Regions from separate parts of the Rattus norvegicus genome. Here region 2 is linked to region 1. The links are chromatin contacts, called in public Hi-C maps. All regions are on one chromosome and are shown on one strand. Each heading gives the region's core, a stretch centred on a gene start, on an enhancer-like site or on the middle of the called end of the contact. The rest is flanking DNA. Distances are from core to core; before and after follow the strand shown.

Region 1 (4,737 bases), core at 1,190-3,689:
CATTCCTAAGTGTCTACTCTCTTTCCCTCCAACTTAGTTCCCATTAATCATTTCAAACACACATCTGCTCAGCTCCTAGAAGGGTTTCTAGGCTCACTCTCCCAGCTGGACTTTCATCTCTGTCTCCAAACTCTTCCTTCTTCCCAGTTCTTCCTCCGACACATCCACAAAGACCATCATCCCTCTATAGCCTAACATCTGCTCTTTTCTCCGGAAGGCCAAAGGACCTGGTAAGTTTGAAGTAACCCTGCAGTGAACTTTGTTAGGAAACAGGGTCTCACTCTGTAGACCCTGTTTGGGGTCTGGAGCCCTGTTTGGCTAGACTGGAACTCACTAGGTATGCCAAGCTGGTCTCAGATTCATCACGTGACCCTCCTGCCTCAGCCTCCTGGGTGCTGGCTCCCTACCCAGCCTGAAGAAGAATTTTAAAGATAAGTGTTTTCAGGGGACTGTGAGGTCAGAACGCATAGGCTGGTGTGAGCAGAGCTTAAGGGAGCTGGGGCAGGGAGTAAATCTTTGCACCATAAAATAAATGAGAAAATCCTCCTCTTTTCTGTTCCCATGCCCTTCCTGCTGCAATGTGGACCATTTCGTCAGGGTCAGGGCACCTCTGGCCATTCCTTTTCAACTCATTTTATAAGATCTAAAGATGAGGGAGGGGACAGTCAGGCAATTTCTATATACATTGATTTATCCATCCGTGTGCATCCAGGGAGAGTTTGAGTTTAGTGTGTGACTGGCGTGGCCTTGAAAGCTGCCTGCCGTCGTCTGTCCGTCCGTCCTCTTTCCTGAGCATCATAAAGTTTATGATTGTTCTATGAGTAGTTATTTCTCTCACTTTGAAGATTCCTTTGAAAGTTCTTGTTCTCACGTTGTGTTGAGTCATTGGTACCAGAGTCAGAGGGAAAAGAAAAAAGGGAAAAAGGAAAAAAAGAAAACAAAAAACAAAAAACCGTGGGTCAGCACCACGCACTCAGAACCACATAGTCCTGGGCAACACAAACACAATACAAAGACAGAACTTGATGGTCAGAGTGACTGAGAAATCACAACTGGAAAGTGGTATTCAAAAGGAATGGCGACACCAGCGCGCCTCCACTGGCCACTGAGGGCATGCAAAAGTGGTCACTCCAGAGCTGGGACACAAAGCACCATTCTCAGCTTATTGAGACAAGAATCTAGAACTTTACGGTCAGGTCCATGACTATGTAAAAATTAAAAAAAAAAAATCTCTGACAAGTGTAAATACATACTTTTTCCGGAAGGCTTGGGGGAATCCGAGAGGGTACTGTTATTATCAATAAAAAAAAAAGTTTTATTTCGAAGTTTCCCTGGGGGAAAAACCAAGAGCAGTCTCTGGAGTTTGTATCACTCTGCAGTGCTGAGACACCCCCCCCTCCTCTAGGATACCGGCCTCTACTTTGATGCGACTCCTAACCACGTCGCCGCCGCCAAGCAGCAGCTCGTCACAGCAGGGTGAGGTAGCTTTACGACTTTAAACGGGACAAGAACCCTGAAACACACCTAAACACGATCAATAATTCAGGGCGCCCCCGGGGCGTCCCAGGAGCTTTGAGGCAGCGCTCCTTGCCAAGGGAGGCAACCTTCAACCACGCTTCACCTAGACCATCCCTCCTGGAAGGGAGTCTTTCAATTTGCAGTCTGACTGGACAAGCTCAAAGTAGTTGGAAGGGTCCAGGCAGCGCCCAGGGAATAGTGGATGCCCCCAAGGCTTCGGTGCTTCCAAGTGAACACATCCGGGAGAAGCCAATTAGGGGAAAGAGAACCGGCCGAAGCAGCTCGGAGAACCGGCCGAGCTCCCGAGGCGTAGTCCGCCCCCAGGCGGCCCCGGGGAGAGGCTTGGATCCTAGGACCGGAGCAGGCGCCGTGCGTTCCCACTCCGGTCTCCACCCTAGACACTAGTGGGAAGCAGCGGGCAACAGGAGAGCCAGCGCAGGAGAGGGCGCAGAGCCCGTGTCCAGAAGTCCCATCCCTTGTGTGACCCGTTGGCTAGGGCAGCTGGGCACAACCCGCAAAGGAAAGCGGATCCAGCGCGCGGCGAAGGCCGGGAGGCGGCGACGGGCTAGGGCGCTTTAAGACTCTCCCCGCCCACCGGCGGCGCCCGCCTCCGCCCTCCGCTCTCCCCGCCCCGGGGTCCGGGAGAGAGCTGCGATTGGGCGGGCGCGGCGATCCCTTTGAAGTGTGGCTGCAGATCGCGGCTATTTGACGTGCAGCTCGCGGAAGGCGAAGGTTTTTGTGTTGCTCGCCTGGGCTAGCGGCGGCGGCGGCGGCGGCGGCGGCGGCGGCGGCGGCGGCGGCGGCGGCGGTGGAGGAGGGGAGGCGGCACGGAGGCGCAGCGGCTGCTGCACGGCGTTCGACGCAGCGGAGCGAGCCCACCCGCCCCCGGAGCTCGCCTCCCGGAGCTTCCCCTCCCTCCCCGCCCCCCCAGTGGCGCTGCCTCCTCCAAATGAGCGATTCGCCCGCTGGATCTAACCCAAGGACACCCGAAAGCAGCGGCAGCGGCGGCAGCGGCGGCGGCGGGAAGAGGCCGGCGGTGCCGGCAGTGGTGTCCCTCCTGCCCCCGGCGGACCCCCTGCGCCAGGCGAACCGGCTCCCTATCAGGGTCCTGAAGATGCTGAGCGCTCACACCGGTCACCTCCTGCACCCGGAGTACCTGCAACCGCTGTCCTCCACTCCCGTCAGCCCCATTGAGGTCAGTCTCCCGGCGCTGCCCACCTAGAACTGAACCCACTCCTCCACCCATGCTGGGCCCTTGGCTCTGCTCCCTGCCCCCCCCGCCCCCAGTAGCTCAGTGGGACGAGAGGCCCGAAGCTGGCCACGCTGGCGGAGCTCCTGAGGAGGGACGGAAGGCAGGAATCAGACCCCTCCAGGTTCTCCCTAGACTCCTGGGTGGAAGGTTTTTGCCCACTCGCCCTTTGGAGCTGCATGTTTTCTATAGGGCTGGATTTGCTCTTGTGGTGCCCAGAGTCCTTTACTTTTTCTGTGGCCCCTTAGAGTCCTGTCCAAAGACTGCTTCTGGACCTCCCTCGCCTCCACCCCGATCTGTTCTCTTGGAAGCCAGAGGTGTCCCTCTGCATCTTCCGCGGCCTGGTGGGGCACAGTGCAGAAAACCAGGCACTCGCGATCCTGGGTCTTTCTTCACCCTACTTCTCAGGGTGTCCTCCCTGGGAGGGAGGGAGGGAGGGAGGGAGAGAGGGAATGAGAGAGGGAGGGGCTACTCACAGGGCCAACTGCGGCTCTGCCTTTAGAAGGCGCCTCTCCCTACTCTTACCCCGAGCGCCATCACCAGAAACCCGTCCCAAACGAAGTTCTCCCAAACTAAAGGCTTAAGTTTTTCCCTGGGCCAAAAAGATGGGAAAATTAGATTAAAAAGGGGGGAGAATCACCACCCCGATTACAGCGAAGTCATCTTTATCTGGGAGGGCCGTTGTTGAGTCGTTTCTCCTGCGCGCCAGCGCCCATGACACACTCAGGGACTAACCCACAAGGCTAGTGCCATTCTGCCCAGCTGCTCCGCCAGAGCCAGGCCCTCTTTGGGTGACCCTCTTCTCTAGGCCCCCGTCATTCCCCCGGTGCCTGACTCTGCCTCCCTGCGCACTTGGTGGGTCTCCTATTCTCACCGTCTTCTCATTCCCCCTTGCCACTGTCTCCCGCAGCTGGACGCCAAGAAGAGTCCTTTGGCTCTGCTAGCCCAGACCTGCTCGCAGATCGGCAAGCCCGACCCGCCGCCCTCGTCCAAGCTCAACTCCGTGGCGGCGGCGGCGGCCAACGGGCTGGGATCCGAGAAAGACCCGAGCCGCTCCGCCCCCGGCGCCGCCTCTGCGGCCGCGGCGCTCAAGCAGCTGGGGGACTCCCCGGCGGAGGACAAGTCCAGCTTCAAGCCCTACTCTAAGGGCTCCGGCGGCGGCGACTCCCGCAAAGACGGCGGCTCCTCGTCGGTGTCCTCCACCACCTCTTCGTCCTCCTCATCCCCGGGAGACAAGGCTGGCTTCAGGGTCCCCAGCGCCGCCTGCCCTCCCTTTCCCCCGCATGGAGCAGCGGTCTCCACCTCGTCAAACTCGTCTTCGCCGGGCGGCTCCCGCGGAGGTTCCCCACACCACTCAGACTGCAAGAGCGGCAGCGGCGGGGCCGGCGGCGGCGGGGAACTGGACAAGAAAGACCAGGAAGCCAAACCCAGTCCCGAGCCAGCCGCTGGAAGCCGAGGCAGCAGCGGGGACTCGGCTCACGGTGGCCCGGAGGCCACCGCATCAGGGCGCAAATCCGAACCGCCCTCCGCCCTGGTGGGGGCGGGCCACGTGGCCCCAGTGTCACCCTACAAACCAGGCCACTCGGTGTTTCCACTACCGCCCTCCAGCATCGGTTATCACGGCTCCATTGTGGGCGCCTACGCCGGCTACCCGTCTCAGTTCGTGCCTGGCCTGGATCCTAGCAAGTCTGGTTTAGTGGGAGGTCAGCTGTCCGGGGGCCTGGGCCTGCCACCCGGCAAGCCCCCCAGCTCCAGCCCGCTCACCGGGGCCTCCCCACCCTCCTTCCTGCAGGGATTATGCCGTGACCCCTACTGCCTAGGAGGCTACCACAGCGCCTCGCACCTCGGTGGCTCTAGCTGCTCCACTTGCAGCGCGCACGATCCGGCCGGGCCCAGCCTTAAGGCCAGTGGCTACCCTCTGGTGTACCCCGGGCACCCCTTGCAACCTGCGGCGCTCTCCTCCAGCGCCG
Region 2 (4,737 bases), core at 1,487-3,986, 570 kb before region 1:
GCCTGCGGTAGAGGCCTGTAATCCCAGTCGGCTAAGACAGAAGAGTTGCTGTGAGTTTGAAGCCAGGCGGGGCTACACAATGAAACCCCATCACAAAAAGAGAAAGAAAGAAAGGCAAACAAGGGAGGAGTGGGAAGAGAAGAGGGTAGGGAAGGAGGGAGGATTGGGAGAAGGAGAAGGGACGGGGAGAGGGAGGGGAAGGCAGTTCGGTTATTTTAGTTCTCTTAAGCTTCACAGGGCAGAACAAGACTGAGACCCAGTGCCGAGATCCAGTTCAGCCATTTCCAGGTCCCGCTCCTGAGTTCACTTTATGCGATTTTGCTCCATTTCCACATGATTTTGATGAAGGAGCTCAAAGCTTCAGCATCCTCCATCCTCTGACGGAGGCTCATGAGCCTCCCCAGGTCCCAGCTCCGCTTCCATCGAAACAGCCTTCGGTCTGATGGCTGGCTGGCCTATGCTGCCCAAGCTCTTAAACCTGTGTCTCAGCCCAGTACTGAGGCCCAAGAATCAGACGCTCCCAGGAAGTGGTTAGCATTCACTCAAGATGCACAGGGTGGGAGGTTGCGGGGTGGGGTTGGGGGACAACCTGCTATTCCAGATGTTATCGTAGGTGTTCAGCGTGCAGTGGGGAATAAAATGCAGAAGAAGGGAATGCAGTCTTCTGAGGGAGCTGATGTCCTCACGAGGGAGGGACAGACATGAAGACAGGTAAATATCCATCCTATGGGGGTGAGCATGCTACATATAAGCGGAGCAAAGAAAAGAGAGGCAGGGAGCAGGGAGGTGGCTGCTAGGGGCACAGAGCTCATCCAGAAGGTGACATCTTGTTAGCAAAGATGGAAAGGAGTTAGCCTGCATGCTCTTTGGAGCAGAAAAAAAAAAAAGCTGTGGGGAGGAGCTTGTGTGAGGACTGTGGGTGGAGCTTGCACTGTGGGTCTGAGGACCAGGAAGCTGCCTGTGTGTCTGAAGCAAGCTAAGGGGACAAGTGAATGTTCCCAGGACTCAGAAGGTTCTTTTGGTGACCCTGAGCTTGTACTGTGTGTGTATGTTTGTGACTGTGTGCATGTTGGGTGTGTATATTTGTGTGTGTGTGTGTGTGTGTGTGTGTGTGTGTGTGTATGTTAGATATGTGCATGGGTTAGGTGTGTGTGAGGTGTGTGTTTGTGCATGCTAGGTGTATATTTGTGTGCTAGGTGTGTGTCTCTGCGTGCGTCTGTGTATTAGATATGTGTGTGCTTGTATGTGTTACATGTATGTATGTGTGTGTCTGTGTGTGTTTGTGTGTTATGTGCATGTATGTGTTTGTCTGTGTATTAGGGGTGTGTATGTTTCTGTGTGTGTATGTGTATGTTAGGTGTGTGTTTGTGTTAGATGTGTGTGTTACATGTGCGTATGTGTGTGTACCTGTGTGTTAGGTGCATGTGTTTTCTGAACACTGTGCTACTTACTTTTACATACTGACTGAATCAACCTGAGGGTCACAATGCAGGAGAGAGTCTACCTTGGCAAAGAGGGCATGGCCCCCGAGAACGGCATGGTCTACGGTAGTAGGAGCTTGGCTAACATTAGCTTCCCATAAATCAGCTGAGCAGAAAGCAGACTGGACCAGCGCTGGACCACCTCCATCCCCAGGCCCCACAACCTCAGAAAATAGTGCTAGCAGCCCAGCCGAACCAGGTGTTCACACGCCTGAACCATAACACCAGGGGTAGCTTTCTCCCACCAACCACCTAACCCTTCTGCCAATTTACCTTCTCTGCAAATGGAGGGACCGAAATACAACACATTACTGTATTAGCTAGGACTAGCCCTAGTACTATGCTGTGTACTGGAAACCAGCGTTCCACAAGTGTGTCAACTCCCCCGAGTTAGACCTTGGTCTCCTAACAGAGCTTTGTAAACAGAGAGCCTTAGGTAGTTATCAAGCATTAATATTGCTTTATGACTATTAGAAAGCCAGTAAGCACCCACCATTGTTAGTGGGAGTGGCACCAAATATCTCACTGTGTAAACCCTACAGGGATTTATTTATTTATTTATTTATTTATTTATTTATTTATTTATTTAAGGCAATAAAGAACTGTGTGTGTGGGAGGTAGGGTCCACGAGGGGTGGCCCCAGCACCTGACAATACTATAGATACTACACAGGACCCTGTCACAAAGGTTCCCATGCTCTGCCTGGCTGAGGATTGCTTTTAGTGTCTTTTTTCCACCTCTTGTCCCTTCCCAGCCACCATTCTGTTTACATTTCAAGTTTAGGCCAACTTGAGGTTCCCCGGCTGGGAGGGAAACAAAAGGGCCCTTTTTAAAGTTCTCTGACAATTTTAATTTCTTCCAATAATATAAACCCTGTTCAAAAATCGGCCAAATAAATAGAACCCAAAAAAGGCAGTCACATCCAAAAGGGAGATTTATGAGCTTGGCGCTTGAAGGGGCCCCTCCTCCTCTTTGCACGTGGCCATCCCTACTCTCCAGTTGGGCCAGGAGGTCTCCAGGCCCAGCCTTGCATTTCTGAACCAGTTACAGCCCTCAGTCCCCCTTCAAGCCACTCCTCCCTTTTTCTGACCTCCTTCCTCCAGGCTGGGGTTTACAAGGTGCCACCCTGCTTGGCTTTCTAACCGAAGCCCTTCAAGGTGTCTGCCGCTTGGTTGGAGGCCACATGGAGCCCCATGAACAGACTTGTGGCATTTATTAGCAAGAGAGGGAAGGAGTTTGACTCATCAGAGAGCAGCTGGAGATCAGGCTTTTCAAAGGCATTCACTGACCTCTGGCTTAGCTGCTGGGTGCCTGCAGTTGCTACTCAGAGGATCAAGATTTCTCTCTCTTCTCTCCTCCTCCTCTTCCCTCCTCCCCCTTCCCCTCCCCCTCCTCCTCCTCCCCCCTTCCTTCTCTCCCTCTCCTCTCTCCTCCTCCTAACCCTCCCCCTCCCCTCTCCCTCCTTCCCCCTCCTCCTCCTCCTCATTCTTCCCCTCCTCTTCCTCAGTCTCTCTCCTCTCTCCTCTCTCTCTCTCTCTCTCTCTCTCTCTCTCTCTCTCTCTCTCTCTCTCCCTGACTCCTCCCCATCCCCTCTTTGCAGGAGTGTCCTGACCTTGCAAGGCCCGGATTCCCGCCCCCCCCCCCCACCCCCCAATCCATCTCCCTACATTGTATCTGTCTGGTGAACTCATGCTGGGAGATTAATTGCTGCTATCACCCCTAATCCATCACACTTCCCAAAGATTGTTTTGACATCTAGTTAATTTTTGGCTGATGATTTATCAAATTCTTATTACCGAGCTCTGAAGGGGCTCATTTATTGTGTTGATTCATGGTAATGATAAAGGGGAAGCATTTTGAATTTTAACTACATTTCCCTCATGCTTCTTCTACCCCCGTGTAAAAGAGAATTAAAGGGGAAAGGGGAGGGAGGGGGCAGAGGAGACACAGCCAGGAAAGTCTTAAACAATTCAGAATGTGAATTCAGAGGGTGAAAGAACCAGGAGGGGGGGCGTGTGGAAATCCCACACAGGCACACATGCGCACACATATGAAGTGTTTTTAGCATCTGGGTCTGAACTGCTCTTGGAGAGCTCAGAATCCTTAGGCTCTTAAACATTTATTGCTCTGTAATATTACCTAAATGTCTACTAGCGTTTTTTTCAAATAGAACTTAATGGTAAATGACTTCAGTCATACACCAGTCAGTAGAAATGTAAAGCGAGTGTCTTCGCCGTGCCAGATGGCCGCCCCACCTTTTTAAAGTGCAATTAGACTTTTGTTGGCCATGCTGGTCACTCTCCAGAACTTTTCAATTTCTCATTCACCACTCAGCTTTCCAAAGTAAGCCAGATGGTGGGAAGGAACCCAAAGCCAACGTCCACCCTGCTTTTAGGAGGTAAGAAAAGCCGCTCTCTCTCAGGGTCCAGTCTGAGAGGTGAAGACTTGAAAATGCTCGCTAGGGGCCATGGGAGAGACCTGAAGCATCCATTCTCAAGACCCAGAGTTCAGACCGAAGGCAATAAACATAGGAAGAAGTCTGTCCATCCCCCGATGCCTCCAAGAGGACAGTTCACAAAAGTGGTGCGTGTTGGGTCTCTCTGGATGAAGAACAGGCTTTTTATAAGCCATACCTGGCACCCAGAGTGGACTGGGAAAGTGCCTTTCCATCCTCTCTCCCTGCTCCTGTCCAACTTGGGGACCAAGCTCCATCTCACCGGTTGTCTTCACACCAGCCCTCCCCAATCAGCCCTCCCCGCACAGCCTTCCCTCACCAAACATCCCTCAATAGCCCTCCCTCAACAACCCTCCCTCACTAGCCTTCTTTCTTTTAAGTCTTCAAAGTTCAAGGACTCACTGTGAGGAGTGAGGTTCCTGTACAAAGTCTTTAGCATTTAAGGATGTCTTGGTGGTATGATGGTCTTTAAAGGCCTTGAGAGGAAGAAAGCATAAAGGTTCCGAACTGTACCCTTATAAACAGTCTATTTTTCTCATTTTCGATTTTCTGAAAATACATAAAAATGATCTCTTAAAAATAGTGCAGTCACAATAAAATAACCTAAGGCTGGAAATAGTTACACACACACACACACACACACACACACACACAGAGACACACACAGAGACACACACAGAGATATACACACAGATATACACAGACACACACACAGATATACACACTCACAGATACACACAGACACACACACACACACACACACACACGCACACACACAGATACACACATACCAGAGCTAAT

The links. A called contact is a pair of places that touch in the nucleus more often than the background predicts.
Region 2: a Hi-C map of Schwann cells shows a contact between it and region 1, with 6 times the contacts expected there. The contact joins the enhancer-like site here to the promoter of Zfp703 in region 1. A contact is called at or near these places in 11 of 12 Hi-C or Micro-C datasets (the A7r5 cell line, Schwann cells, frontal cortex and 6 more) and 1 of 1 datasets of contacts at active chromatin or transcription factors (oligodendrocytes).

What each region holds. Positions count from the first base shown.
Region 1 is chr16:71,781,212-71,785,948 of GRCr8, reverse strand. Zfp703 (zinc finger protein 703) reads left to right here and starts at 2,439. Exons shown (of 2, transcript NM_001109425.2): 1 at 2,439-2,713; 2 at 3,678-4,737. The coding sequence starts at 2,468.
Region 2 is chr16:72,355,825-72,360,561 of GRCr8, reverse strand. No RefSeq gene overlaps it. Among named protein-coding and RNA genes, the nearest start is that of Thap1, 250 kb to the left of the region's middle. Within about 2 kb of position 2,736, at least 4 of the 93 cell types and tissues checked have an H3K27ac peak or open chromatin away from gene starts, as enhancers often do. A contact at or near this core is called in Schwann cells, where this site is marked.